7 separate regions of the Mus musculus genome follow, and all the other regions are linked to region 1. Evidence: chromatin contacts called from public HiChIP or PLAC-seq data. All regions are on one chromosome and are shown on one strand. Each heading gives the region's core, a stretch centred on a gene start, on an enhancer-like site or on the middle of the called end of the contact. The rest is flanking DNA. Distances are from core to core; before and after follow the strand shown. Region 1 holds the start of Khdrbs1 (KH domain containing, RNA binding, signal transduction associated 1). Region 2 holds the start of C77080 (expressed sequence C77080). Region 3 has its middle 23 kb from the start of Ldc1. Region 4 holds the start of Tinagl1 (tubulointerstitial nephritis antigen-like 1). Region 5 holds the start of Hcrtr1 (hypocretin (orexin) receptor 1). Region 6 holds the start of Zbtb8a (zinc finger and BTB domain containing 8a). Region 7 overlaps Col16a1 (collagen, type XVI, alpha 1).

Region 1 (3,943 bases), core at 639-3,138:
GGGTTCCATCTGCATACAGTACCCTAGGATGAAGAGATCTTAGAGACTGTGCCCTGGTCCTTACAGCAGTACTATCTGTCTCATGGTGATTTATGTCTTGTTATTCCAGTATTCTGAAGATTAAGACTGAGTTGTTTTGAGTTCAAAGCCACTCTGGGTTAGAGAGTGAGTCACTGACTCTGCAGTGAAAACACGTGTTAAGGAAAAATGAAAGTATTTGTCTTTTTGAAAGAGTGCAGGGGGATCCCTTGTGAAGGACCAGCATTCAGAGCAGGAGTACTAGGAGCTCTGAGAACTAGGCAGCCAACATGGGCTAAGGACTGGCCCTGGAGTCACCGTTTTACAGAATAAACAGAAGGTGGCAACAAAACAATTCAGTCTAACAGGTGCTAGGACTGCAGTTTGTCAGAGACCTAATATAAGATGCTTCTTAGTTTGTTTTTGGGGGACAGGGTGGCCTGTCCTAGGTGGCCTGTAGCTGTGCTGTGTATGTAGGCCAGACTTGTCTCAAACATGAGGTAATTCTGTGGCTTTTCCTCCTCAGCGCTAGGATGCATAACCACCTCATCCCCTTAGTATGGCTGGACATGAAGGCCTCTATGTGCAAGTAGAGGTCAGAAAACTTGGGAGAGCTGGTTCTCTCCTATTTTGGGCCTGGGGCTAGAACTCAGGTTGATAATAGTCCCCTCCACCCCCAACGAAATAAGCTAATTCAAGAATAATTTTTTTTAAAAAGGCATATCTATTTGGAAATGGGTTCCCGGGTGAGTCCACCAGCCTCAGAGGTCGGGGGCAGAGTATGGCTGGTACTTTTTTGATAGATTGTAGGCGAAGAAAATGACAAGTCTACCACAAGCTGGGCTTGTGCCCAGGTATGGTCATCTAGGGTGGGGCTTGGGTGGCTGGTGACTAAAGATGAGGATTAGTACAGTCAGGAATTCAGGACTGGATTTTTTGGCGCCTTTTTGTGTTCTGAGGCTTTCTGAGTAGGCGGGGTTGGAAGGAGAGAGAGAGAGAAAATTTGGAATTTACCGGGGATGAGTGGGTGGGGAACAAGCCAACAAGCCGGGGACTCCAAAAACAGGTGATAAGCAGCATTACCAGTTGACCCGACCCCAAATGCATCTTTTAATAATTCTCTCACTAGTTTTGAACCTGCTCTAATGGAAATCTTGCCGACTGACTTCCTGGATGCCCTACTTGGGTATGGAGGGAGCCCTTTTCTTCCGGTCTTTGCGTCTCTGACTGACCCCTTCGACTCCTTCTGAGTTTCAGTTCTGCAACACACAGCATTCCCCATTCCTGGCTTCCCTTTCGCACACTCATCACTTATCTCTGGGTCAGCCTCCTCCCTCCCACCACGCCCGCCCGCATCCCCATCTTCCCATCCCGTTCGCTCGCGCAGTCTTTCCCTCTCTTCCGGCTTCACTTGGCTCTAACCCTCGCGTCCCCCTCTCTCCAGAAGCGTTCTTTTCATTTCCCGGTTGGAGGGGCGGCCCCCGATTCCACTCCGGGGCACCGCTCCCTCGGGGACCTCCCCAGGCTCGGCCGTTGAAGGAGGCGTGGCGCACGAATAACAGGTCTCCTGCCGCACACTCCGCGGGCCCGAGCGCAGACAAAGACATTCCACGGCGCCCGCCCCCTCCGCGCACTCCGCCCGGGGGAGGGGGAGGGGAGACACGTGTACCGCTAGCGCCGGGTCACGTGGAAAAGAAAAAGAAATGAAGGAAGGCGGCGGGCGCCCGCGCAGGCGCCCTAAGCTCGGAGCCCAAGCGGGGAGGCGACGTCTTCAGTCGGCGCAGGCGCCGTGGTCCAACTGGGGACTTTGTTCTCCGCGGAGAAACTCAAGGGCGGTGCCGGTAGGCGCCTGCGCACGCGCGCCGCCTCATTTCCGGTGCTCTCTCGCTGGGTCGCTCGGGTCGGCTTCGGTCGCTGTCGCTCCTGTTCTTCCACCCCCGCCAACCGCCGCTCGGGCCTCAGCTGCCGCCGCGTCGCTTCCTCGCTCGTTCGCTCGCCACCCATCATCCCCGATGCAGCGCCGGGACGATCCTGCCTCGCGCCTCACCCGGTCCTCGGGCCGCAGCTGCTCCAAGGACCCGTCAGGTGCCCACCCCTCGGTGCGTCTGACCCCGTCTCGGCCGTCGCCGCTTCCTCACCGGCCCCGGGGAGGGGGAGGTGGGCCCAGAGGAGGCGCTCGGGCCTCGCCCGCCACCCAGCCGCCGCCGCTGCTGCCTCCCTCCACCCCTGGTCCCGACGCGACGGTGGTGGGTTCCGCGCCGACCCCGCTGCTGCCCCCGTCAGCCACAGCCGCGGTCAAGATGGAGCCGGAGAATAAGTACCTGCCTGAACTCATGGCCGAGAAGGACTCGCTCGACCCGTCCTTCACTCACGCCATGCAGCTGCTGTCCGTAGGTAAGCGGTTCTTGGCGGGTCCTCTGGGTCTCCCGGTCCTGACTGTGGGTGGCCGCCGCTTTGTTCTTGCTCCCACCCCCTCGGAGCCCGGGCATCGAGAGTTGTCATCTCGACCTGGCCTTCGAGATTCTGCACCCACAGTCCCACCCGGGCTCAGGGTGTAAGGGAAGATTTCTGAGCCACGGACGAGGCCCGAAGAGGACTCGCGATCTCAGAGCGCGGAGAGCTTGATGGATAGTACCGTGCTCCCGCCCCCTTCTCCTCCCGTAGTAGTTGCCCCGCGCGCCAAGGGCCGGCTCTTAACAGAAATGAACCTATTTCTCCCCGCTTTCCCAAAGAGGAAACATTTGGGGGGGGGAATCGCGGGTGATGGAGACCTGGGGTGTAAGGTAGAGATAGCCGGAATGCCGGTCCCGCACAGCGCATCTACGGAGCGGGGCGGGATTTAGCGGGAACTCGGGTTTAAGTTCATTAGAGGTCGGGGCGACGAGAGAATCCGTGAGCTTGAGGTTTTCTCAAGCCAAGCTTTCCATTTCGGCCTGTCGAGTAAGAATTGCTGCAGACCCGGATGGTTTCTCTGTTTTATTTTGAAATGTGTTTCTGAAGTTATGCAAAAGTGTGTGTGTGTGTGGGGGGGGGGTTGTGATAGCCCAGGAGACCGTAGAAAGAAATGATAGAGGGAGGTAAGGGGCGGCAGGCAGGTTCTTTTGCGTGAGATGAACGAGAAATTGGTCTTTTTGTTTTAGTTTTTGCTGGAGTAGAGATAGTTTAAGAATGGTAGTCTTTGTTCTCTGATTGTAGACTATGGAGCTCTCTTCTCCGGACTTGAGCGACTTAGATATTTTTCCTTATTCAAACCGCCGCCTGTTGTTAGACATGGTTTTAGTATTTTTTATGATATCGAATTTTTTTTTTTTTTTGATTTTGGTTTTTCGATACAGGGTTTCTGTATAGCCCTGGCTGTCTTGGAACTCACTTTGTAGACCAGGCTGGCCTCGAACTCAGAAATTCGCCTGCCTCTGCCTCCCGAGTGCTGGGATTAAAGGCGTGCGCCACCACTGCCCGGCTGATATCTAATTTTTATTAAGCATCTAATACCCACAGTCTGTCCTACTGGTTGAATAGTTGGACTGTTGAGGGGCTGATGGAACCTTGTCACCAGACAAAAACTGGGAAGGTTGAGCGGATTCAGAAACCCTACTCTGAACCTGGAACACTTGACCAAGACACCCCATGAGTCAGTCACACGGGGTGTTAAACCCCCCCCCCAACACCTGAAGGCCCTCCCTCCACATGCAGATGTAGCATCCCTAACTTCTCCGACCAAGCCAATAGAAAGCATCTGCTTTTAGATCCCACCCCACCCCAAAATGTATATTAGACCCTAGCCACAAGGAATAAAGGTTATTTCATCAAAGACTGCCTGAGAGCTTCAGAATTCTCCCCCCTCTCCTTTGGAGAGCAATGCTCCAGAGCCCCCAGATCTCCTCTGATAGCGTCCAGTACACAGAGCATTGCACTCTGGCCAGAA
Region 2 (3,943 bases), core at 861-3,360, 490 kb after region 1:
TTTTATATCCCGACTGCAGTCTCTCCTCCTTCCCTCTCTCCCTCCCTTCCTCCCCTCAGACCCTCCCCCCTCCATCCATTCTTCCTCCATTTCTATCCAGAAAAGGACGGGCCTCCCGTGGACATGAACCAAATATGGCTCATCAAGTTGTAGTAAGACTAACCGTCTCTCCTTATATTAAAGCTGGACAACTCGATATGAAGGAAAGAATCTCAAAAGCAGGCAAAAGAAAGAGTCAGAGGCAGCCCCTGCTCCCAGCTGTGCCCTTGCTCCCACTGTTAGGGGTCCCACAAGAAGATCAAGCTGAGCGACTGTAACATATCTTCAGAGAGCCTGGGTCAGTCTCATGCAGGCTCCCTGGTTGCTGGATCCAGTCTCTGTGAGCCCTTACAAGCCCAGGTCAGCAGCTTTTTTTTTTTTTTTTTTTTAATGTACATTGGTGTTTTGTCTGCATGTATCTGTATAAGGGTGTCAGAGCCTCTGGAACCACAGTTACAGATTTGTGAGTTGCCACGAGGGTGCTAGGAATTGAACTTGGGTCCTCTAGGACAGCAGCCTGTGCTCCTAACCACGGGGAGCAATCTCTCAAGCCCGAGAGCAACACTTTTTGCAGCCAGGCATGTTGGTAGTGGTAGCAGCTTACATAGGTCCACCATACGATGACACGAGGATAGTATGATGGCCTTAAAGATTATACAGCCAAACTCTGCCACAGGAAAGAGAGTACTGAAAGAGTGGGTACTGGTGGTTAGGAATAAAGAACACTCTCCTGACCACACTTTCCAAAGGCCAGGGCAAGGACAGCCGCCTTTAGATCTCCAATCCAACTTCCTCTCCTCCTGCTGGGAGCAGCTGGCATTCAGAAAAGACTTGTTTATACATGTAAACAAACAAACAAAAAGCCAGAGTATTTGTCTTCCCACTTCTGAATGCATGCAGACTTATTTTATTTATCCCTTTGCCTGAGGCTCAGCATGGGTAGTAGGTGATCTGCCTTAGGGCCCAGGTTCACCACTGCTGGGAGCCTTGGGGCCGTTCAGGGACTGGAGCAGGTCAGATCACTCTGCACTGAGGTCCGCTTACAACCTTAGAGTGAGGTCTACTGCGTGCCAGGGCAGATTAGGCTGGGTGATCAGGTCCTGTTCCTGTCCTAATGCAGACTAGGGCCCCGGGAGAAAGCTGTGTGACAAAAGTCAAGTTGATGATGCTAGACAACTCTCAACTCTAACTGCGGGACGTATGAACAAGACTCTTCTGGGGGCCGCGGAGGTTTGCTAGCCTCGAGGCAGAGATGAGCATCAGAATGCTGGCTTTGATTCCCTCCTGGCCTCACTCTCCCTTCTGTCCTAAGGGGGAAACATTCCCTACCTTGCTTTCCTCGCAGCTTATAAAATCAGAGATATAAAAGGGCTTGGTCAGCTATAATACAGCACGAGAGGCCGGCAAGGAAATGAACACAGCATTTTCCAGACTTCTAAAGGCTTTCCCTTAACCAGCTTCTCCAGGCACACACTTAGTCGCCTACCTCAAGATCCACCCTTATTTATCGTAGTTGAGCATCTCAGTAGGAAAGCCCGAGTCTTACTATAAGTGCCCTGGGGGAATCACAGCCTCGTTAAGGGTAAACTGAGGCCTGAACATCCCACTCTAGGTACTCAGGAATGAATCAGAAACAACCAAGAACAGAGCAATTGCTGGAGGCTTCCCCCCCACCCCCCTCCGGTGGTCCTGAGCCAGGGGAATACCTGCCACAGGTCCCAGGTGTCTGGGAAAAAAAGTCTTTCCCCAACCATAGGAGACACCGGGTGATCCAAAGGCCAGTACCTCGCTGCCCTACGAATCCCGAACACCCTCGGGGTTTTTCGAGAGACAGACCCTCGAGGATCAAGGAGGGGCGGGGCGAGGAACCTCTACTCTGCAGCCGGACCTCGCCCTCGGGGCAAGGCCGGCGGGGAGGGGCGCCTTGCCGCTGCGCTGCTACCGTCCCCCCCCCCCCCGCCCCCGACGGCCGCTCCCGCCGCTCGAGCCCCGCCCGCCCGGCGGCCCCGCCCGCGCTGCCCCCGCCCCCGCAGCGATCGCTCAGCCTCCGCCGCCCAAACTTTTTTCTCCGGGCGCGTCTCCGGCGGCGGCCGCCCCCGCGCATGGGCGCCGCGCTGCAGGGGGCCTGACCCCCGCCGCGGGCACCGCGCCTCCCCAGCCCCGCGCCATGGCGGCCCGCGCGCCCCCCGCCGCACCTGCGGCCGACGAGCCTGGGAGCCCCGGCGGCCCCCCGCGCAGGAAGAAGTCCCGCTCCGGCCTCCGCCGTGCCTTCAGCTGGCTGAGGGGCAAACGGCGCAAGAAGAAGGCGGCCGGGGCCGAGGGCGCCGAGTCCACAGCCTCGCGGGCTAAGAAAGCGGACGACAAGGCCAAGCGGGCCAAGGGCAAAAGCCGAGGTGAGCTGGCCTGGCACCTGGGTCGAGCGCGCCCATGGGTGTGGCAGGGTGGGTCCCTCTGGTGGGGTCGGCTGTAATGTGGACGGCTTGTCTCCTAGGCAATGGTTTTGGGGGAAGTGAAGAGCCCAGGGCACCCCAAGATAGGTCCTGCGCCGCTCCAGGGGCACAACCTATCCAACTGTGAGAGGCAGAGACCCCCATCTGGGCAGGGATCCCCTAGTTTACGCAGGAAGTGCTGGCTGGCTGGCCCTCCTGGTGGAAAGACACTTTCCTTCTCCTAAGTTGTGCCCTCTGCTGAGTCAAGGGGTCAGAGATTTGACACTGGCCCAGGGCCAATGGGAGAGGCAGGTGGCCTTGGGTCTTGGGGTGTCGGTCTCTTTGGGTCTTTAAGGTCAGCCTACTCAAAAGGAGTTCTTTTTGCCCTCCAGGTAGATCCTGGTTCCAGCTCCCCAAAGTACTCAGCTTGGAGTCCTTTGCTTGAGGTTGTTACCAGTGTTAGCTTTTCCCATCTCCACACCCCGCACCCCCCCTCCCCTCCCTTACCTGGGCCAAACCACAAACATCCACCTCCTGAGGTGGTGAGATCACCTTCCTGAACCAGAGTCCTCTCCTCATCACTCACCACTCTCCCTAGTCCCTTGTCCCCCGTAGTAACCTGCTTGTGTTGAAAATGGAGAAACTGAGGCTCAAGTGAGGTGGAGAGCCTTTGCCTGTGCTGCTGTGCCAGGAGAAGTCAGCAGCTGCTTCCTAGTGTTTGGAAGTTTTGAGCCCATGGCTCTCCCTGGACTCTAAGGGGTGGGAAGCCTGAGAGATGGGGGAGATGGGGAAGGAAGAAACTGGGAGCCTTATATCCCTGTTAAGGTCACTGTACTTTTGGCCACTTGTTTGGCTTCTCCCCCATCTCCTGTTTCTGTCATCAGTTTGGTGGGGAGACCTTTAGTCTCTGCTGGGGCGGGGGGGGGGGGTAGAGGCCAGCGGCTGCTGGAAGTTTATCTTCCTATACTGCCAAGCTAAAGTGCTGAAGGTGAGGGAATGGCCTGGGTCAGGGCCCATCCCACCTAGCTGTGTTTACCTTCAGTGTCCTTTAACTGCCTCTGGCGAATTAGAAGGAACTTTAGGGGTCAGGAAGAGGGTGGAAAGCCTCTTGTACGATTGCATCCGGCAGATCTTCCTTTTGGATAAGGGCCCTGCTCCCTTGCGGCCCAGCCACAAATAGAAATTTGGGCGCTGGGACTGAGATGAGTGGGCCAAGCCCCGAGGGAAGATTTGCTGGAGGCGTGTTTTCCAGGGTTCTGCAGCCCCTAACTGGAGGGGAGTGTGTCCCAGGGTTTCCCACTGGCATTCAGGGTGAAGTCATTCCCTTCCGCCTTAAGAGAGCTTGTGTCAGAAAGACAGCAATACAGGTTGTGGTGGTGGTCGGATGGTCAGGCAGGATAGTGGCCCAGTGGGATACCTTATGGGAGTGGATTCTCTTTTTCAGGCGAGCAGGCTGCAGGTACTGAGTGGTAGGT
Region 3 (3,943 bases), core at 775-3,274, 460 kb before region 1:
ACAGGTAACCATGACCCCCCATGGAGAGGGCCATGACAACCAGTCCCACAGGGACAACACCTGAAGTCCTTCCCCATGCAAATAGAGCATCCCTAGTATCTCAGACTGAGCTATTGGGAAGCATTTACTCCCGGTTCACACCCTCCTCCCAAAATGTTTATCATGTCCCCATCTACATGGAATAAAGTGCACGAGTTATTTCACCAAGAGTCATCGGAGAGTATCTGTTTTACTGAGCTGTGACACACTGGATCAGTTTTCTCTCCGGAAGCATTCTGAAGCCTTCATTGCTGGACCTTGGATCTGCCTGCAAGCTGGGCTCAGTGCTCCTGACCGCCACTGCTGGCGCTCCCTGGGCCGGGTGCTACTTCTCGCCTTTCTCGCTGTCCATCGTACTTCCTGCCTCTGGCTTGCCTCACAGCTCCTGCTGTGGTTCCGGACTGCATGCTACTCGCCACCTTCCACCACTGCTGCCTCTGGCACTGGCGCTGCTGGATGGTAGCAGTAGCGGGAGAGACCCAGGCTACTTGCACAGGCTTTCATGCCAGACCAGAGCCCCTTGGAACCTTTCGTTCAGGCTAGACCAGAGATCCTCGAAATTCATCCCTTCTGCTTCCTTGGAGAACGATAGAGAAAGATGCCTGGAGACCCCGTCACGGACTGCAATCGGCCTCCTCTGAGCAGCAGTAACACCGCCAGGCAGCCCGACAGATGGGTATAAGAGGAAGTAAAATCGGACTTCAAGCCGGGCATGGTGGTGCAAGCCTTTAATCCCAGCAAAGGCAGAGGCAGGCGGATTTCTGAGTTCGAGGCCAGCCTGGTCTACAAAGTGAGTTCCAGGACAGCCAGGGCTATACAAGAGAAACCCTATCTCGAAAAACAAAACAAAACAACAACAACAACAACAAAATCGGACTTCAAGGTTTAGGGCCAGGGCTGCCCTTTCATGGCTAGGGTGGGGAATGGGGGTTGGGTGGGTGGAAATCAAGGCTCTGCTTCAACAAGTTTGGAGGGCCCTACACCCTACAAGAACCAGTTTCTAAGGAGAGGTCAAGATGAGAGAACGAGAGGGGACAATATTGGGTGGCCTCCACAGTTCTGGGTCAAGGACATCAGCAGTAGAAAAAGAAGAAAAGGATGCTCGGCTGTATCCAAGGCTGCTGATGAAAGAAACGAGATGAGGTGAGGGAAAAAACAAGATGAGGCGGAGGCCACTGATGGGCTTCTGGGGTCCAAGGAGTGTGAGGGAGCCCAGCACGGACAGCTCCTCAGGGAGATGTACTGTAGCAGAAACGGAAGGGAAGGCTGCAGGAAGACGGGGACCAAAGGAAGAGGGAGGGTTCATTTTAGGGTGAGAAATCATGCTCTGAATTCCAAGAGCAAAATCCGTCAAGGAAGAGAAAGAAGGCTTAGAAGCCAGGCGGGAAGCGGGTTAGCCCTCAAGCCAAGCAGGGCAGGGTGGAGGGCGAGTGATGCATCGAAGCCTGTGTAGAGCACTGGAGCCAGCAGGCTGAATTTTCCTCAGATTCGCTTCCCAGTGATTCAAGTACCAAGGCCATCACGAAGAGAAGAGGGCAGGAGGAGCTTCTTGTTCCCAGAAGGGAGCAGGCACACAGCCAGAACAAGGCTGGGAGAGGATTCGCCTGCGCACCGCTGCGGGTTGTGCAAGGACAGCTGGAGTCAGAGAGCTGTCGGTTTGTCCTCATCCGTGTCCTGCCGTGGGCACAGGTACAGAGTGGGTGGAGGTTGATGGAGGTACAAAGACTGGGAGATGCCTGACACTTGAGGTGGCCCGGGATCTCTGCAGATCCCGACTCCACCCACGACCCCGGAAGTCCTCGGGACTTTTTCCTACCCACATGTAGAAGCAGCTTTCCCTGGGTCCCCTCGCCAGTACGAAAGCCAGGGATTAAAGTCTACCGTCCTCGGTGGGTCCCACTCTTCAGCGAGGTCTGAGCACAGCAAACATGGCTCAGGATCAACCCAGGTGCTAGGTGCCCTGCTTAGTCTATGCTTCAGCCACGGTGCCTTTCTACCACCTACTGGCCGTGATCGGCATTGCGCCTGGGTTGAGCTCCCATTGGGTTTCTGAACTCCAGTTATCAAAGGCCAAATGAGTCTCCACCACCACCATCCCCGCCTCTCACCCGTCCCCGCCCCTTTAAACCTTCGTTTATTTTGTATGTGTGTGAGTGTGTTTCCAGGGGACACACTCTTGCCACGATGACCACGTGGCAACCAAAGGATAACTTCCAAGAGTTGGTTCCCTTCTCTTCCAACCTTTGTGGAGTTGTGGGGATCGAAATCCTGAAACCAGAATTGGTGGCAAGACACGTTGATCCATTGCAGCACCACCCCCCTTTCCTCTTTTTCTTTTGCAACCCCACCCCACACCTTCTGAGGCGCTAATAGTCTAGAGAGACGATTCTCAGTAGTCATTTGTCCTTGCCTACTTCATTCATTCATAATGCTTACTGAGCACTTACTCTTTGCCACATTGCCGTGGGCCCCAGGGTTAGTCAGGAAGGGAACAAGAGAGATCACAGCTCTTTTGCAAGGGCATCCTTGTGGGAGTGGAGGGAGACAGGAAGTAGATAAGGAGATAAACTAGAGAATGATAGAACGTGCTGGATGACGAAGGGAATTCAGGGAGTGCCCGAGAAGGTGACGCACAGATGGAATCAGAGGATACAGAAGACAGCTCATAGGCTGGGGAGGAGGCTGGCCCAGAAGCACTGACCAGAGAGGCTGACAGGTCTGGGCTGACCTAGGAGGTCAAAGAGGAGACGTGGAACTCATTAGCCTCCTGCCTCAGTCTCCTGACTGTTGGGGTTACCGGCATATACACGGCATCCACACAGCAATGGGAGCTTTGTAAAAAGAGGGAAATACCTGAAATTCTTATATAACTTCCCCCAAAGTTAGACGCTATTGTTGTCGTCAAACATCTTAGTTGCTTAAAGCTGATCTTCATTCAGACCCACTGGATCATCTCTGGGAGGTGAGACCAGGAGTCTGCGTGTTTAATAAGTAGTCTGGAAGGTTCTCCTTAAAACAAAATCCAAGGACTGGACAGGTGACTCAGCAGTTAAGACCCTATGTTGCTCTTGCAGGGACCTGAATTCAGATCCCAGAGCCCACATCAGGTGACTTACAAGTCTCCCTATAACTTCTACTCCAGGAACATCCTATTCTGACCTCTGCTGGCATCCCTATGCAGGTAGTACACACACACACACACACACACACACACACACACTCATACACATAAATAAAAAATCAAGCTTTAAAAAGTAAAATACTTAAACTCTACAGTGAAATTTAAAAATTTTAAACATTAATTTATATTTATTTGTTTACTTTGTCAGAGGTGAGGGACTAGGGGGTGGGGGAGTAAGGGGTGGGCACATACCATGGCATGCATGTGGCGATCAGAGGACAGCCTGGGAGAGTTGGCTCTCTCCTTCCATCCTGTGGCTTCAGGGAATCAAATTGAGGTCAGGTTTGGCAGCGAGTGCCTTTATCCACTGAGCCATCTTCCTAGTCCCCAGATCGGTTTTATGCTTAAATACAGCACAAATGCAAGAAACCACACTGATTAAAAGCCACCATAGAAGCCAGGCGGTGGTACCATATACCTTTAATTCCAGCACTCCAGAGGCAGAGGCAGGCAGATTTCAGAGTTTGAGGACAGCCTGGTCTACAGAGTGAGTTCCAGGACAGCCAGGGCTACATGGAGAAACTCTGTCTTGAAAAACCAAACCAAACCAAACCAAACCAAACCAAACCAAACCAAACCAAACCAAACCAAACCAAACACAAACAAACAAAGGCGCCATGGGAAGATGACTCAGTGGTTAAGGCACGCTCTTCCAGTGGCTCTGAGCTTGGTCTCCAGCTCCCGTCAGGCAGTTCACGGCTGCCTGTAATTCTAGCTCCAAAG
Region 4 (3,943 bases), core at 601-3,100, 430 kb before region 1:
TGACCCATGAAAGCAGGTACCAGGCCTGTTCTGTTGAAGCCAGTCTCCTCCCAGGGGAGATGATGTTGGCAGTTCTGAGGGATCTATCTGCCTTTCGATTTGATGAATCGAGATTGAATAGGAAAGGGGGGGCTTCCCAGCCAGCAGGATCTTGAGACCTGTCATATGACTAAGGGTGCCTCAGGAGAGAGAATACACTGGGTAGCCTGTGTTCTGGCTGTGGAACCTTGGATAAGTCTGCACTCACTTGTGCCCTGCCCCCCACCCCCCGCCACGCCCACTTCCTGGTTTCACATAGCATAAGGTGGCTTTGAACAGGCTACACACCTGAACTTCTGATCCTTCTGCCTCCAGTTCCTGAGTGCTGGGAATACTGACATGTGCTACAGCACAAGTGTGTGTGTGTGTGTGTGTGTGTGTGTGTGTGTGTGTGTGTGTGGTGTGTATGTGCATGCGTGCACACATACAGTCTGTGTGCATTAGACTTATGAGGATGGCTTTGTGGACTCTATTCTCTCTCTCCATCGTCTAGATTCCAGAGGCTGAACTCAGGTCGTCAGTATAGTGGCAAGCCCCATTGCCCACTGAGCCATTCTCACCAGCCCCACAGTTTTTATACGATGCTAAACACGAACTCAGGGCTCTGTACACGCTAAGCAAGCACTCTATCAAGGAAGCTGCATCCAGACCTTGTCTGTTCTCTTGAGCCTCAGTTTATCTTTTAGGCTTCGTGCTCTCAGATCCTTTCAGAGTACGAATGGATAGGTCTGTATGTTGGGTGCTTCCGCACCCCCTGGTGCCTCACCACCCTTGCCTCACAGCAGGGGGTAGCTCGGTCACAAGAATCCCTTGTACTGACTGCTCTCTGCAGAGAGTGACAGCTAAGGGGAGGTGTCTCGGAGAACTAAGAGAATCCCCGCGCTCCTGCTTGCCCCAGAGAAGGCTAGGATAACTGTCTAGGTGTGGTGTCCTTCCTCCACCTAGAGAGTCCTCTGGCCCTGGGCCCAATCTGTTGGAAGAAGGAGCTTGCACAATGGGGAGGCACAAAGTGACAGCCGGAAGGCCTCAAGGGACAGAAGCCCCATTGTGTGAGGGCAAGGCAAAGGTTAGACCAGAAACGGAAAGGGGCTCTGCAGGGGGCCCCAGCTGCCAGGGCCCTTGATGTGGGGCCCGCCACGGGACCTTGGGCCAAGAAGGATGCCCTTGGGCCTGGTGGAGGGGGCAGTGTTGGGCAAGGTGCCCATCACTGGGGGAGGGCAGACCCCACAAGGGGCGGCTGGGTAAGCTCAGACTCCGCACCGCACCCACCTCCTGGGGAGGAGCTGCCCGGAGCTCCGTGAGCCTAGGCAGCTTCCTGAATCATCCCTTGGGAATTCCTGTCATTCCTGGGAGCTGCTGTGGCTTGGAGTGGCCCCCAGCCCAGGGTCACTGGGTCAAGGATGTGCCTGGCTATTTTTCTTCCTGGAGGGCCGGGTTGGGGGGGGGGGTTAGAGATTTTTGCCCCTAGCTCTTGGTCCCTATCAAGTCCTGAACTCTGATCGTAGCTGCCTCCTCGCCCGCTTCTGTTCACGTTTTCAGCTTCGTAAAATCGCTGGGAAAGTCCTTCCTACTATCAGTCCACAATTCTTTCTCCGTGAGTTGCAGTTCTGCTCCCTAAGAAGAGGGTTCCATTGACAAGAGATCCCTCAAGGAGGACAGTCGCGTACACATTGTCCTTAAGCCGTTCCCTCGGAGCTAAGGGCTACTCCAGGTACCTACAAGTGGGCCCCGCCCTCCCCTCCCACAGTCCGGGGTTGGGGCGGGTGCTGCCGGCAGGGCGGTACAAAAAGCGTCCCGCCCTGCGCTCCTCACTTGACTCGGTCTGGCAGTCTCGAGCTTGGAGGCGGAGGCGCGCAGGGCAGCCTGGGTCCAGCCCACACCCCTCACCAGGTAGGGACTCTCCCTGATCAGAGGGTAGAGGGTGTTGAGAGAAGGAGCAGCGAGGAGGGGGCACACTGAGGGAGAAGGACCCAGGGCAGAGAGGCACAGAGGAGAGGGTCAGAGGGACGCAGAGCAGAGGGTCAGAGGGACACAAGGACAGAAGGGCGGGGGCATGCATAAGGAGGAAACACAGAGTCAACAATCCAACTCAGATGCGTCAGAGAGGTAGAGGGACCAAGGGCAGGAGAGGAGAATGCGTGTTGGAAATGTCAAGGTCCCATTTCCTTGTCCATGACAGTCCCTAAACAGGTCAGGGAGGGGGGTCTACTTCTTGTCCCATGAGTGGACTGACATCTAGTGCTGTCTTTTCCCTCCCGGAGACTCGGGAGTCAGGGTTCCCCGCTTTGCTGAGCCTCCTAGGAAAGCTCCAGGACGTGTGAAGGGAGACCCACCCTTGACGTTTGTTAGGGAGTCTCCAGAAGCCAACACCTCTGACCCCTGACCTCTGTTCTCCTCGGGTCTAGGAGGCACCATGTGGGGATGTTGGCTGGGGCTGCTCTTGCTGCTGCTGGCTGGCCAGGCTGCCCTGGAGGCCCGGCGGAGTCGTTGGCGCAGGGAGCTGGCGCCAGGGCTGCACCTGCGGGGCATCCGGGACGCCGGTGGCAGATACTGCCAAGAGCAGGACATGTGCTGTCGAGGCCGTGCTGACGAGTGTGCCCTGCCCTACCTGGGAGCCACCTGTTACTGTGACCTCTTCTGCAACCGCACCGTCTCTGACTGCTGCCCCGACTTCTGGGACTTCTGCCTCGGGATTCCACCCCCCTTCCCTCCCGTCCAAGGTGGGCACCGAGATGGCCAGCAGAGCGGCCACCTTGTCACTCCCAGTCCCAACGAGGCTCAGGAACAAGGCTGATAATGGGTATTTCCAGGCTTTGAAAAATGTAGAAAAGAAATCCTCACCCTGTTTCCTGCCCCTCTGGAAGTCCCTCGTGTGGTCTTACTTGACTCTTTCAAGCAACACTGAAAAAAAATAGTCCTGTTAGGCCCTAGGGCAGGGCAGACAGGCTCCAGCACTATCTCTCAGTCAGTATGGGGAAGGTGGCAGCCCCACCTGCTGACTCATCCTGAGGCTGATAGAGCACGAAGGGCCCAGCCAGGTTGTCATAGCCAGAGACCTCACTTAGGATTCAGCACCTCTGAGAATGGCCTGCACGTGTCCTTTCCCTGTCCCAGTAGGAGAACTACGGAAGTCCTTCCTGTCGCATCCCAAACCCTGCTGGGCTTTGGGCTAAGGAAAACCCATGCCTTAGTTGCTTTATATCAAAATGCTGGGCCTTTTAAAAGGAGTTGCTTGCCTTACCTGGGCTTCAGTTTCTTTCCTAAAGCTCCTTCCATGCCCATGGGCAAGTCCCAACTCATTTGAGTGACAAAGGGTACCAGGAATGTCATGGCTGGCATCCAGGTGAAACGACATGGACCCAAACGGAGTCCTTGAACAGCTTGTGTGTGGCACCCTGTGTGGGAACCCGTGGATGTTCTAGGATGTAGTTTGGGATGTAGTTTGTCTCTAGATTTCGTTGGGCTGGGATTGGTGTGTGATTACCACCAGCTCGGGAGGTTTGGGGCTGCTCCTCCTGAAGTCCCTCGTGTAGTCTTACTTGACTCTTTCAAGCAACACTGAAAAAAAAATCCTCGAGGATTTAGCCATTTCTTCTTTCCTTCTCTCCCTCTGGTAGGGTGCATGCATGGGGGCCGGATCTACCCAGTCTTCGGAACCTACTGGGACAACTGCAATCGATGGTGAGTGTGAGAGATTGGGGTGGACTCAATTTGATCGCTATGTGGCAAACAGACTTGGCCCCAACCCCTATCACCCATTTCCCAGGGATGAGTTCTTTTTGTTCTCTGGGCCTCAAGTGTTTTCATCTGTAATGTGGAAACTTTCAAACTGACCACGCCATCTCATATAATAAGATTCTAGTCACAAGCCTGGGAGTGGTCAGCCATCGTTAGGTTGGCTGGG
Region 5 (3,943 bases), core at 559-3,058, 400 kb before region 1:
TGAGCGCACGCACATACACACGTGTGCATACAGTCCTTAGACACAGACACCAAAACAAAGGGACAAATCAAGACACATAAGACATCTCTTACCCAGGGGGAAGCCAATCATCATCCAAAAGCCTACTCTCGTACGGAGACACACAAATACCCATGGCTAGTTTCTTTAGAGACATCCTAACCACCCTCTGTGAATATATAAACCCTCTCCCTTATCACCCCACTGTGTCTCTCTCTGTGTGTCTCTGCTGTCTCTCTGCCTCTCTCTGTCGCTGTCTCTGTCTCTGTCTGTCTCTGTCTCTGTCTCTGTCTCTGTCTCTGTCTCTCTCTCTCTCTCTCTCTCTCTCTCACACACACACACACACACCACAGTCCCTCTTCTCTGGAGTCCTTCATCCATCCCCTGCCTCAGGCAGCACTCAGAGCAGACATGACAGTTTTAGAGTCCTAGAGATCTGTGGCCTATATTCTTGCATACAGATGCCACAACTACCCAAGGACAGAGTTTCTGCCTTGGGTCCAGCCACTCCCATTCTTCCAGAGTAGATAGAGGTCACCAGACCCAGAAGGGTGATGTCCTAGTCATCTGCTCACAGACCCCCTGTTTGCATCTCCAGTGCCTTAGAAGAGGGTCTGGCTGCAAAGGGAAGATGGTGGTTACAACTCCCAGGAAGGAAGGGATGTGTGAGAAAGGACCCTTGCTTGGACGACACTGTCTTGAGGTGATAGGTGGACAAAGTCCCCACCCACCTGCTAGGATTCCCAGGAGACCTGATCCAATCATGTGCACCTGCTGTTGTCTGCCTTAAAGACACACACACACACACACACACACACACACACACACACACACACCTCCGTGTTAACCCAAGGGCCACTTGGTCCTGCTTCCGGCTTCAGAGCAGGTGTTGCTGTTCTAGGAAGTCCTGGGTGAGCTCTTCTGCTCTGTTGTGACTCTCAGCTCCCTAGGTCTCACCCATCTTTGTGGACACCATAGGGAAATGCCTTACTCCCCGGAAGCCTACATCCTATGCAGAACTGGGGGTTAGAGGGGCTCTGGGAGATCTGAGAGTGAAACACAGGTTCGAACCTCAGCACTGCCTCTGACCTTGGGCAAAGCCCCGAGCTGTGTGTATCCAAGGACTTATCTGTAAAATGGGGACAGTAATAACTATCTCCCCCAGGCTGACGCGGGGATTAAATGAGATCATGCATTGAGTATCCTGTGGAAATGGCGGCCGTATTACAGGTTCATTGCTTGCCACAGAGATTGGTAAATATTGAGTTAATGAACGCCTCCAGCTTCCCTTCTTCTGCCTCCACCTCATGTCTGTGCTTTAGGAGGGGGAAAGTAAATGTGAACAAGAAGGATTTGGGGCAGGGAGAACGGGAAAGATCAGGGCTTTCTGACATCTCTGGACACCAGCTGCTCCAGCGCGTCCTGAGATTGCTTGAAGGCGGCACCGGCATCCTCTTACCCTTATGCCACTCACCTGTGCCACCACCCTAATCGGTCAGGTGAGGCAGCAAGTAGTGGTGGGGTCCACCCCTGCTCTGTGGCCCCTCGACGCTCCCCACCCCAGGTGCGTGCTGAATGCCGGGTGGCGGGAGCGTAAGTGTGCGAAGGATGTGAATGAGCCAGTGGACGCGTGAATGGAGGTGGATGGAAGCGTGAAGTACAAGGCGGGGCTCCAGCTGGGTGACCTCGAGTGCAGACAGGCCGGGGCTCCCTCCCCTCTCCTCCCAGCATCCCGCTCCGCTCCCCTCCCCGCGGCGCGCAGCCCTCCCTAGCCCTCCCGAGCTACCGCGGGCACCAGAGCCGGGACCACGCAGCCACTGAGCGGACAGCGCCGCCTCAGGAGGGGGCTACCCCGCCGCGTCTCCAGTTCCGCACCAAGGCGAAGTCCCGCGAGCAAGGTCCAGGTTCCAGCAACGGAGGATGCCCGGGGCCGGGAGCCAACAGGTGCGGGGCGTGGGCGACCCCCAGGACTGACTTGGGGATTCCAGAAGAGCATCGGCAGGTGATGGAGGGGGCTGGAGTCTCTGGGGACCTGGGTGCCGGAAGACTGCGCCACCCCCCACTCCGCTCACCTCCGGGAGGTACCCTTTAGCGCACTTGCTGCCCCTTCTGGGAATCCTCCCAGACCCCCTAAGGAGCAGGGAGGTCCCGCTGGGAAATCGGTAGGCCAATGTCTCTGCCCCTTCCCCTAGGGCTCTCGAAAGGACTGTCCATCCTCTTAACACCAATCTGGGGTCGTCCCTACCCAGCCAAGGGAAGAAGGGGTCTGAGCAAGGGAGGAGGGAGCGGCCTGAGCCAGGCCGGATTTATGAATGGAGAGCGGCCTGCGCACCGGCTCAGCGACCCCTGGCGGCCGTCGGGGAGCATCTCGGCCCCGGGGACTCCAGGAGACCTAGCAAGGGGGGTCTTGAGAAGCCTGTTTCTTGGCGTGAGGATCCTCCTTTCGTCTCTCCTAGGAAGGTGCTTACCCGCACTCCTCTTCGCGGGTCTGTGCGTTCCCGCGCGTGTACGCTCACTGAGGAGGATCTGGCAAGTCTAGTGGGCGGGACCTAGGTCTTTAATATCTCCCTGCACCCTTTTCCCAGCCAAGGGAAAAGGCTTGAGGACTGACTCAAGAAAGAATATTTGTCGTTGGGGATGGGTTTCCTTCCTAAATCTGTGGTGGCCGGAGGACTCAGACTGTCCTGGATTGGCTTTGTGACCTTGAACAAGGGACTCAACCTCTCAGCTTCCCGTCTCTCCATCCACACAACAGGGCTTGCTAATAATGATACCGAATACTGACTGGAGGGCCAGCTTCTGGGTGTACCAGGCTCTGGGTGAAGTAGTTCCCAAACCTTAGAGCTCAATACTCTTCATCGTGGCTCTGGAAGGTAGGTAACTTTAATACTCTGTTGGACCACTGGGTGGGGAAACTGAGTCTCAAGGAGGGAGGTAAAAGGTGCCTAGCTCCACCATTCCCACCCCATGACTAAGAATAAAGAGACGGAGGTAGACAAAGTCCCTAATGTCCTCTTCTTTCCTTCCTTCCTTCCTTCCTTCCTTCCTTCCTTCCTTCCTTCCTTCCTTCCTTCTTTCCTTCCTTCCTTCCTTCCTCCCTCCCTCTCTCCCTCCCTCCCTTCCTCCCTTCCTTCCTTCCTCCCCTCCTTTCTTCCCTCCTTCCTTTCTTCCCTACCTCCTCTCCCTCAGGAAGTTTGGTCTGAGACCCCAAAGACCTGAGGGCAAGACCAGGGCCTTTGAAAGGAGTGGGCTGAGGGCTTGTGGGAGTTTCTCTTTCTCCACAGAGCCCAGGACTCTCCTCAGCTGAAGTGGCTCCTAAACTCATGGAACCCTCGGCCACTCCTGGGGCCCAGCCTGGAGTCCCCACTAGTAGTGGGGAACCCTTCCATCTGCCTCCAGACTATGAGGACGAGTTCCTCCGATACCTGTGGCGCGATTATCTCTACCCGAAGCAGTACGAGTGGGTTCTCATTGCAGCCTACGTGGCTGTGTTCCTCATAGCCTTGGTGGGCAATACCCTGGGTAGGTGTCTGTTTTCTTCTGAACTAGAGGGAGTCCTGGGCCTTCCCTTCATACCCATTCTTGCTGGTGAGGTCGGGATGGGGCCTGAATGTGTGTGGCTTTGCTAACTGGCTTCACCTCACCTTGCTGCTCTCTGCAGTCTGCCTGGCTGTGTGGCGGAACCACCACATGAGGACAGTCACCAACTACTTCATTGTCAACCTGTCCCTGGCAGATGTGCTGGTGACTGCCATCTGCCTGCCTGCCAGCCTGTTAGTGGACATCACCGAGTCGTGGCTCTTCGGCCAGGCTTTGTGCAAGGTCATTCCCTATCTCCAGGTTAGCTCTCCCATGGCCCTCAGCACCCTCTACCACATCTGTCCAAAACCTATGACCTTGGTGGCTTTCAGTAACTTTATTGTTT
Region 6 (3,943 bases), core at 664-3,163, 360 kb after region 1:
GGTGACCTGGCCAAAGTAAACCCTGGCCACTGTGCCCAGGGGCTTCCCAAAGGCATCCTGCACACCTGTCCGGGGCCTAGGTTGGGAGCAGACAAGAATAGCTGCTAAAGAATTGTTTCCAACTTCCCTTTAGACAACTGTGTAGGCAAAAGGCTCCTGCACACCGGGCCTCCACCGGGAAAGGGATCCTCCTGGTTGGCTTAGTTGTTTTGAGCTTAATCCTGGCTGAAAGAGAACAGCACAGAGAGACCTGCCTGCTCTCTGTGTGTGTGTGTGTCCCCCAGACAGGGTCTCCTATGTAGCTCTGCCTGTCCTGGAACTATGTAGACCAGGGTGGTCTCGAACTCAGAGCCTCCTGAGTTCTGGCATTACATGCATGTGCCACAACACCTGGTGTCCTAATGATTTTCTTTCTTTTTTTAAAAAAAGATTTATTTATTATATGTAAGTACACTGTAGTTGTCTTCAGACACACTAGAAGAGGGCGTCAGATCTCATTATGGATGGTTGTGAGCCACCATGTGGTTGCTGGGATTCGAACTCGGGACCTTTGGAAGAGCAGTCAGTGCTCTTAACCGCTGAGCCATCTCACCAGCCCTGTCCTAGTGATTTTCAAATAAGCACTGGTCTACCTTTCCTTCCATTATCTCCCATTACCTCAAAAGTCCAGGAAACGAATCTTAATCACAGAGCACCCCTGGGGTAAACAGGTGTGACATTAAGAAACTGTTAGGTGTCAAACCTGGGACAAATAGCTGGGGTGCCTAGTTAACATGTCAAAGCTGACCTGGCCACCAGGTTCTCCCAGCATCCCTCAGTCCAATACCTGTTACAGGGTCCTCTAGGCTGGCATATCCGGCCCCCTAGCTTGAATCCTCCAGTCCAGGGGGCTGAGCTATTCTTCCCTATATAATCCAACCATTTTGGCTCCCTACCCTCTTTGTAATTTGGGTCTCCTGCTGTACTTGGTTCTGCTGCTCTCTCTCCTCCCTCCCCCACCCCACATCACAGGGCACAGCTCAGTTCACTCTGTACTCTCCCAGATGTTCCTGCCTCTGGCTGTGCTCTCCCACATATCTATAATAAACTTTCTCCTCCACTATACCTAGGACCAGGCATGTCCCTTTCCTTTTTATTTCTCCTTTTTTTTTTTTTTTCATTCAGAAATGACTGTATTGTATTCTCAGAGAGAATGATGTTCGAATACATAGTTACTTAGTGAGGAGATCGGAGAAATAGGACCCTGATGGGCTTGACTGAGGCTTGGGAGAGGAACGCCTCAAAATATTAAACGCATGCTTTGAGACTTTGAATCTTCTCCCCCATTCCGCATTACTTGACAATCAGCGTGAAGAAGTAGAAAACTAATTTAGTTTGTGGAATTTAAGCAGTATGAAAATTCAGCGGTTTACTATTTTAGGAAATGTATCACCTGATATTTGTGTGCCATAAATATTAGGGTCACGTCAGAAGAGAAACTTGATTTTACGACCAATTTTTATATTTGAAAACACGAAACACTGTTTTGTACTAGTTTTATATAAAGAATCACGGCCTCTTAATCTCAGCCCCTCCGGGCTTGCCTCTTCAAAGGGCTTGATGGGGACCTACAGAGGTTTCTAAAAGGCTATAACTGAAATTAAGTGCTTCGTCAAAGGGCGATTTTGTGGAACTCTCTCCCATTTTACGTCGCTAAACTTAAGTACAATAATGTCACATGTATACAGTATTTGTGGGCACGCCTAAGTCCCTCCCTCTCTCCTTGAACCAATATCTCCACATATTAGAAATCCAGCCCTTCTGCCCTCCGGAGGCGCCTTTCCCAACGTAAAGTACAATTTTAAAATTTAAGCTCCCGACTAAAAGAATGATCCCCAATCAACTGCTGGGGAACCTGGGCGCCCTAGTGCCTGCGGAGGGTGCAGTCGGGCGTGGGCACGGACAGGGGGAGTGGGCGAAGCTGCTGGTTGGTGCCTGAAATCTGTGCGTTGCCCCTTTAATTGTGTCCTCAGCCCTCGGGCGTTTCTGTCCAACGCCCACGTCAGCAAATACCTTTTGTTTCTCCCACGTTGGGGCTACTTGTTTTAGGGCGCAAAGCCTCGGCTTCGGAAAGGGGCTGCTTCCCCTACCCGGAACCGGGAATCGCTCCGCAGCGCGCGCGCGCGCGAGCGAGCGAGCGAGCGAGCGGCTAGAGCCCCGCGGTAAGTGGCTGCACGGGCGCGGGCGGGAGGAGGGCGGCCCGGGCGTCGGGGCTGCGGGCCGGGCCCAGAGCCTGGCGGAGGGCGGCGGAGCCGCCGGGGTGCGCCCCGGGACTGCAACCCCAGCCGGTGCGCCGGGCGACGCAGGGGGCACCCGGCGCCATTTGCAGCCGGGGGCGCAGAGCGGCGGCTCCGAGGGTCGGCGACGGCCACAAAGGAGACGCGGGCGGCGGCGGCGGCCCCGGGCGCGGCTGCGGGACAATGGCTGCACCGTCGCCGCCCGCGCCCGCCCCGCCGCCAGCCTTGGCCCGGCCCGGGGAAAGGCGGGAAGGCGCCCGAGCCTCCTGACGGCCGCGGCGGCGAGGCGGCGCCACGGGGCCGGGCGTGTCTGCAGACGTCGGGCGCGGGGCGCGGGGCGCTGCAGCCCGGCGGTCTCACTCCGCCCTCCACTCTCTGGTTTTCCATCACGACGCGACAGTTCTGGGCTTAGAACCGAGGGCAGAAATATGGAGCCCCAGCTGGCCCCGCGGCAGAATGTCCCTGGCATCTCCCACCTGGAGACACTGTCGGCTTTAGTCCCTTCGCGCTCTGGCGCGCTTACTCGCCCTTGACCGTGCGGTTATTCGTAATCCACGTCTTTGCGAGACGTGTTTGGAATAGGATTCACACCTAGCGGGCACCCAACCACACACGCCGCCAACACCTAGAAGTCTTTCTATTTGCAGAACTTTAGTAAATGGAGTGGTTTCACTTTGACGAAATATTGCACTTAATTTCTTATGAGACGGCTACGGGTTCCGGCTGTTTATTCTACCTAGCAAAGGGGAAAGGGGGAAAAATAAAACGCTAATGGTTAGGGAGTCTCATCCCTAGGCAGGGAGCTGAGACGTGGCAGCCCCCCAAGGCGCCCTGTTCTTGCAGCGTCCCGGAACAGTCTCCAAAGTACCAAAACCTTCGCTGATTTTATCACTTAAATCGCACTTTTATTTACCTATTTATTCTTTGTTTTAAAGCGGACTCAGGCTAGACTTGAAAATTTGATCTTACCTCCACCTCGGGAGGGCTGGGATGCACTAGGCAAATTTTTGGCACAATTATATACTTTTTAATATTCAAAGACGTTAATATAAGTTTTAAAACTCCTCTTTTAAAAAGCTATTTTATATATCTTTTTTTTGAAGGCACTGTTTCATGTACCCCAGGCTAGCCCTAAATCTTGGACCTCTGATTCTCTTGCAGCCCCTACCAAATGCTGGGATTACAGGCATAGATCACCACACCTGATATTATCCTGTACTTGAATTGAACCCATGCATGTCACATAGGCACTCTACCACTAAACCCAGCCCTCTCCAAACCTTAAATGGCTCCTTCACATCCTACTAAAAAAATAAAAAAATCCAAAACCCCCATGGTGTGTGTGTGTGTGTGTGTGTGGTGTGTGTGGTGTGTGTGCGTGTGGCGTGTGTGTGTGTGTGTGTGTGTGTGTGTGTGTGTGTGTGTGTGTATTTTGAACCCGGGCCTTGCATGGGCTAGGTAAATGTTACCATTGAGATACATCCCCAGGCCCCTTATTTTAAATTTTAATTTTATTATGAGATGAGGGTTTTCTCAGGGTTGCCTTGGTCTTACTTCTTCCTGCCCCGCCTCCCAAGACCCTGGGGTTAGCCGACATTACTGGCACACCACAGTGACCTCCTCTCCCCACCCATCCCTCCTCCATCTGTTCCTGTCCACCTCACGGC
Region 7 (3,943 bases), core at 1,077-3,576, 350 kb before region 1:
GGCTGCCCAACTCAGGCGTTGGGTCTGAAGAGACCGGGGAAGTCTGTTGAGCTGAAGTCCTCCTTCTTACCTTAGGCCCAGGGAGGCCAGGATGACCTGTTTTCCCCTTGAAGCCCTGGAAGGAAAAGCAGGGAGATGTGGTGCCCGAGATCTGATACCCGAGATGCCCCCACACCTTCCTGCGCAGGCTATATCAGTAGAGTCTATTGCAACCATAGCATGAGGACATGGAGGCTCCGAGGAGAGCCGGGAGGGGGGCTCAGAGCTCCCGGCTCCTTCCTTCAGCTCAACTTACTGGAGGTCCCATGAGTCCGGGAGGGCCAGCAGGACCTGGGTCCCCCTAGGGAAAGAAAAGGAAGCATTGAGGAGGTTTGATTCAGCCCTGACCACACCCACTCTCCGCCCCACTCTGCTTCTGAATCTCCATCCCCAGGATTTGCTGGGAACCTTAGATGGGACAGAGGGAAAAAATCCCAGTCTGGCTCAGCCTCTGACTGACTGGGGACTGTGAACGAGTCCCAGCCCCTCTGTGGGCCTTGGTTTGGTTTCTTTTTGTTAAGGATGGGAAATGACCTTGATAGCTCCACAACCCCCCCCCCCCCCCCCGCTTTGCCATGTTCCCATTTCTCTGATTGCCCAGAAAAATCTCAACCAAGGAGCCAGAGCCTGCTTAGGCCTGTCATGATTACAACCTTATTCTTTCCAGAATACAGCCTACTTCCTCCAGCTGTCCAGGTTTCGGGATCTAAGTGGTATCTCTGTCACCATCCAATTCACTTAACCTGGCTAAGTCTATTAGGAGGCATGAGAGACTCAGGGGAGTCTGAGGCCAGCCGGGAGGAGACTTGGATACCCTGATTAAAGGGCGACTCCAGCTCACCTCATCAGCAGGGAGGGCTCCTGCCTCCCATCCAGCCCCATCTTACCCTCAGGCCAGGCTTGCCGTCCTTCCCGTCCAGTCCGTCCAGCCCAGCAGGGCCCTGCGCACGAGAAAGGCGTGGCTAGATGCTGCTCTCGAGCTTAGGAGGAGGGAAGTCTGACCCAGCCCCATGGTTGGCTCCACCTCTTACCCAACTCACACTGTTACCACAACATGCACACACACTCACACAGGTACTCCATCCCACATGCCATCGGGCCCAGAGGCCACACACTCACCTGAATCCCGGGAGGGCCGGGTGGCCCAGGGGACCCAGGCAAGCCTGAGGGACCTCGAATCCCTTCACTGCCCTGAAACAGGAACACCCAATGAAGTCAGGGCCAGGGATGCTAGGGGGTCCCTGGGAGTCAGGACATCTGGCTTCCTGTCCTGGTTCTACGTTGACTAACTAATGTATTCCACACAGTCTCCCTAAGAACCTGTGTCCTCACCCACCAAGGCCCCTTTCCCTCACGGCTCTATGGGGAGTGAGAACTTGCTTAAACCAGCCCCTTCTCAGGGTTGTCCCAGAGGCCGGTACATGTGTGTGTGTGTGTATGTGTGTGTGTGTTTAATTTATATTGTGTGTGGGCTTTCATGCCTCAAAGTGGGAAAGGTGAGGAGATTCCTGTACTCCAGGGTCTCATGGTCCCTGAGGGCCACATGCCTGCAGTGAAACACCACATCAGCTTTTCAAGGATGGAGCTGCAGATCTCAGGGATTGGGGTGGAGGCCCATGGTGGCCAGGCCTTAGGGAAAATGTCACAGGAGTGTCACCAGATGGTGGACTCTGAAGATGAGTCCCTGGGATGAGGCAGGAGGGAAGCTAGAGGGGACCTAGGAGAGAGAGATTTGGAAGTGGTCCCATGCCTGTGACCTGGGTGTCAGGGCCCTTAGGGTAGATGGACTGGGAGATGAGGCTGGGGAGGTGGGCACTGGACCTGGAGGGGCCCCACGTAACATGTGGCACATAGTCAAGAAACAGACCAGTGGCTTTGACATCGCTTCTCAGCACCCTGGGAGTTGGTGGGGGACCCTTGATCCTTGACCCTGGGAGCATAAACTAGGTTTCTGGGCCAGAGGATAAGATTCCAGAACCTTCTTCCAGGTCTTATCCAGAGCTTCCTCACTTGTGTCTGTACTCTATGAGGTTGCACGCAAACTTTTGTCTAATAAAAGGCTCAGGGACTGTAAAACCACCTGCAAACAGCCATATAGCCATGGAAAGCCCAAAGCAGGGAATTGGGGAGGAGAATAGGAGTGTGGACTGAGAGGTAAGATGCTTAAGGAAAGGTTGCTGTTTCCCCTGGGCAGCGGAGAAGCTCTGCGGCAATGGACAGACACAGCTACAGGGCAGAAAGTCGGGGGTGTTGCAATACCGCCATTGACCAGGAGGGGTCAGCACAGTTCTAGCCAATGTCAGCCTCGCTGAGAGTTGAGATGAAGCACCTCTATCCAGCAGTGTGGGATTCTCTGCAATGACCAGCCTAAGCAGGACTTGGCTACCACCTCCATCCTTCACTGGGAAGGCAGGCATGAGAGGGAGCTGACAGCCACCATAGGTCCACCTACGTCTGATGGGCACAAGCCTGGGGAGGCGGCAGAGGGACACTCATCTCTGATGCTAAGACAGTGTGTGCCCTGGATGGCTCCCTAACTTTTGGGTCTTCCAACTGTTTTCTTTTCCTCATTGTACAGTGAGAGGCTAATGTGTGGCTTCAGAGAAGAGAGGCTCCCAGAAACCACAGCGCCCTGTGGATGCCTCCTCCATCCAATGCTTAGAAATTAAGCCTGGGGTCTCCCCCAGCTCCTACCCAGTACATAAGGGAGCCCCAGCTTCTGCTGAGCCAGGGACGTCACCTCCAAACTGCAGCAGGGCTATGTGCCTAGCTTATCACTGTAGTTCTAGAGTCAGTCCTGCAGAGTTCCAAGGCTGCTGTCCCAAGATTATCACAAAATCACAGGTGACCCTGTGTCTTCGGGGCCCTTGAGGACAACCTACAGAGAGAGGCAACCCCTCCTCCAGGTATGCCTCCATTCAAGGGGTCCCAGTTTCATTCGTTCCCTGGCTCCTTGCCCCCTCTGCTTCCCCTTGAGAAATGAAGCTGGCTGAAGCTGGCCTGTCACAGTCTAGTTACCCGCCTCTACCAGTCCTGTGCCTCTACCCCCACCTTGTTTATGCCAGTCTCCTGGCAAATGGGAGCCCAGGCTACTCAAAGGCTGAGCAGGGGGGTAGGGAAGGGAGGATTAGGAGAGGGCGTGGGACCATCCACAGAGCCATCCGTTGGTGAGCACAGCCTGACAAAGATGGACTTGTCTGTGAATTTTCTCAACAGTGGCAACAGCTGCTTGGCTTTGGCAGAAGTGGGGTTCGGCTCACCTTCTCTGCTTGGGGGCCAGGTGGGCCAGGAGCTCCAGCTTTGCCTGGGAATCCTGGAGGACCCTGTGTCAATGAAGAAGTGGGCAGGGCTGGAGGCGGGGCTTCTTCCCCCTACCTTCTTGGTGGGCGCCATCTATCTGCCTGACCCTCCGTGGTTACCTGGCTCCTGAAATCTATCACAGCCACTTGGACTGTTTCTCCCACCCCCTACCTCCCTGGCCCAGGTCCATCTTCATCCGGCAGGCCCTGCTCCTCCCAGTGGGACCGCCTTACAGGGAACTTCTGTGTCTTTACTCACCGGTGGGCCTGGGAAGCCTGGCTGGCCTTGAAATCCCTAAGGGAAGAAATGAGGAGGTCAGCCCCCCCTTCTTGGACACTTGGTGGAAAGAGGAACAGGCTGGGGTAGCCTCAAGTCTGCAAGCTTTGTCCTTGTCCTCCAGTCTGTCCTAGATGGGCAGCAGGTGAAGTCCCCTCAACCTCCCAGACAATGCTCACCTGGTCACCCTTCTCTCCAGAGCTCCCCTGGGGGCCTCGCTCTCCTCGGGGACCCTGTTGCCACAGAGGAGAATGCAGATGAGAACCCAGTCTTCCTGTCTCTTGGGCCGCAGGGAGAGGCCAGGGCACTCCCCCACCCCCACCCCCAC

Evidence for each region. HiChIP or PLAC-seq counts read pairs in DNA pulled down with a chosen protein or histone mark.
Region 2: an H3K27ac HiChIP or PLAC-seq map of T-cell acute lymphoblastic leukemia shows a contact between it and region 1, with 4 times the contacts expected there. The contact joins the promoter of C77080 here to the promoter of Khdrbs1 in region 1. A contact is called at or near these places in 2 of 115 datasets of contacts at active chromatin or transcription factors (T-cell acute lymphoblastic leukemia and pancreatic cancer cells).
Region 3: a contact with region 1 is called in an H3K4me3 HiChIP or PLAC-seq map of forebrain, with 2.8 times the contacts expected there. The contact joins the enhancer-like site here to the promoter of Khdrbs1 in region 1. A contact is called at or near these places in 1 of 39 promoter capture datasets (hippocampal neurons) and 6 of 115 datasets of contacts at active chromatin or transcription factors (astrocytes, embryonic basal ganglia, embryonic forebrain and 3 more).
Region 4: a FOXA1 HiChIP or PLAC-seq map of pancreatic cancer cells shows a contact between it and region 1. The contact joins the promoter of Tinagl1 here to the promoter of Khdrbs1 in region 1. A contact is called at or near these places in 2 of 39 promoter capture datasets (hippocampal neurons and stem cell-derived epiblast-like cells), 13 of 115 datasets of contacts at active chromatin or transcription factors (the NIH/3T3 cell line, T-cell acute lymphoblastic leukemia, astrocytes and 10 more) and 1 of 9 other capture datasets (adipose tissue).
Region 5: an H3K27ac HiChIP or PLAC-seq map of SST interneurons shows a contact between it and region 1, with 7 times the contacts expected there. The contact joins the promoter of Hcrtr1 here to the promoter of Khdrbs1 in region 1. A contact is called at or near these places in 7 of 115 datasets of contacts at active chromatin or transcription factors (SST interneurons, astrocytes, embryonic forebrain and 4 more) and 1 of 9 other capture datasets (adipose tissue).
Region 6: an HNF4G HiChIP or PLAC-seq map of pancreatic cancer cells shows a contact between it and region 1. The contact joins the promoter of Zbtb8a here to the promoter of Khdrbs1 in region 1. A contact is called at or near these places in 1 of 39 promoter capture datasets (liver) and 3 of 115 datasets of contacts at active chromatin or transcription factors (effector CD8 T cells, memory CD8 T cells and pancreatic cancer cells).
Region 7: a contact with region 1 is called in an H3K4me3 HiChIP or PLAC-seq map of forebrain, with 4 times the contacts expected there. The contact joins the enhancer-like site here to the promoter of Khdrbs1 in region 1. A contact is called at or near these places in 3 of 39 promoter capture datasets (embryonic stem cells, hippocampal neurons and liver), 1 of 15 datasets of contacts at CTCF or cohesin (embryonic stem cells), 1 of 484 Hi-C or Micro-C datasets (the G1E-ER4 cell line), 11 of 115 datasets of contacts at active chromatin or transcription factors (acute myeloid leukemia, craniofacial prominence, embryonic forebrain and 7 more) and 1 of 9 other capture datasets (liver).

What each region holds. Positions count from the first base shown.
Region 1 is chr4:129,740,248-129,744,190 of GRCm38.p6, reverse strand. Khdrbs1 (KH domain containing, RNA binding, signal transduction associated 1) reads left to right here and starts at 1,888. Exons shown (of 9, transcript NM_011317.4): 1 at 1,888-2,412. The coding sequence starts at 2,031.
Region 2 is chr4:129,246,610-129,250,552 of GRCm38.p6, reverse strand. It overlaps C77080 (expressed sequence C77080), which reads left to right and starts at 2,110. Exons shown (of 7, transcript NM_001033189.3): 1 at 2,110-2,432. The coding sequence starts at 2,207. All of the region lies in intron 1 of Gm12976 (a long non-coding RNA gene), which reads right to left.
Region 3 is chr4:130,197,187-130,201,129 of GRCm38.p6, reverse strand. No RefSeq gene overlaps it. Among named protein-coding and RNA genes, the nearest start is that of Ldc1, 23 kb to the left of the region's middle. Within about 2 kb of position 2,024, at least 54 of the 459 cell types and tissues checked have an H3K27ac peak or open chromatin away from gene starts, as enhancers often do. A contact at or near this core is called in forebrain and hippocampal neurons, where this site is marked.
Region 4 is chr4:130,172,709-130,176,651 of GRCm38.p6, reverse strand. Tinagl1 (tubulointerstitial nephritis antigen-like 1) reads left to right here and starts at 1,850. Exons shown (of 12, transcript NM_001168333.1): 1 at 1,850-1,929; 2 at 2,445-2,759; 3 at 3,657-3,720. The coding sequence starts at 2,453. Gm52490 (a long non-coding RNA gene) reads right to left here and starts at 3,330. Exons shown (of 3, transcript XR_003955116.1): 1 at 3,281-3,330; 2 at 2,881-2,940.
Region 5 is chr4:130,137,027-130,140,969 of GRCm38.p6, reverse strand. It overlaps Hcrtr1 (hypocretin (orexin) receptor 1), which reads left to right and starts at 1,808. Exons shown (of 9, transcript NM_198959.2): 1 at 1,808-1,962; 2 at 2,774-2,891; 3 at 3,303-3,540; 4 at 3,680-3,858. The coding sequence starts at 3,342.
Region 6 is chr4:129,375,998-129,379,940 of GRCm38.p6, reverse strand. Zbtb8a (zinc finger and BTB domain containing 8a) reads left to right here and starts at 1,913. Exons shown (of 5, transcript NM_028603.4): 1 at 1,913-2,201.
Region 7 is chr4:130,085,909-130,089,851 of GRCm38.p6, reverse strand. It overlaps Col16a1 (collagen, type XVI, alpha 1), which reads right to left. Exons shown (of 70, transcript NM_028266.5): 53 at 3,795-3,848; 54 at 3,598-3,633; 55 at 3,300-3,362; 56 at 1,159-1,230; 57 at 927-980; 58 at 296-340; 59 at 71-115. Among named protein-coding and RNA genes, the nearest start is that of Gm46871, 8.7 kb to the right of the region's middle. Within about 2 kb of position 2,326, at least 22 of the 459 cell types and tissues checked have an H3K27ac peak or open chromatin away from gene starts, as enhancers often do.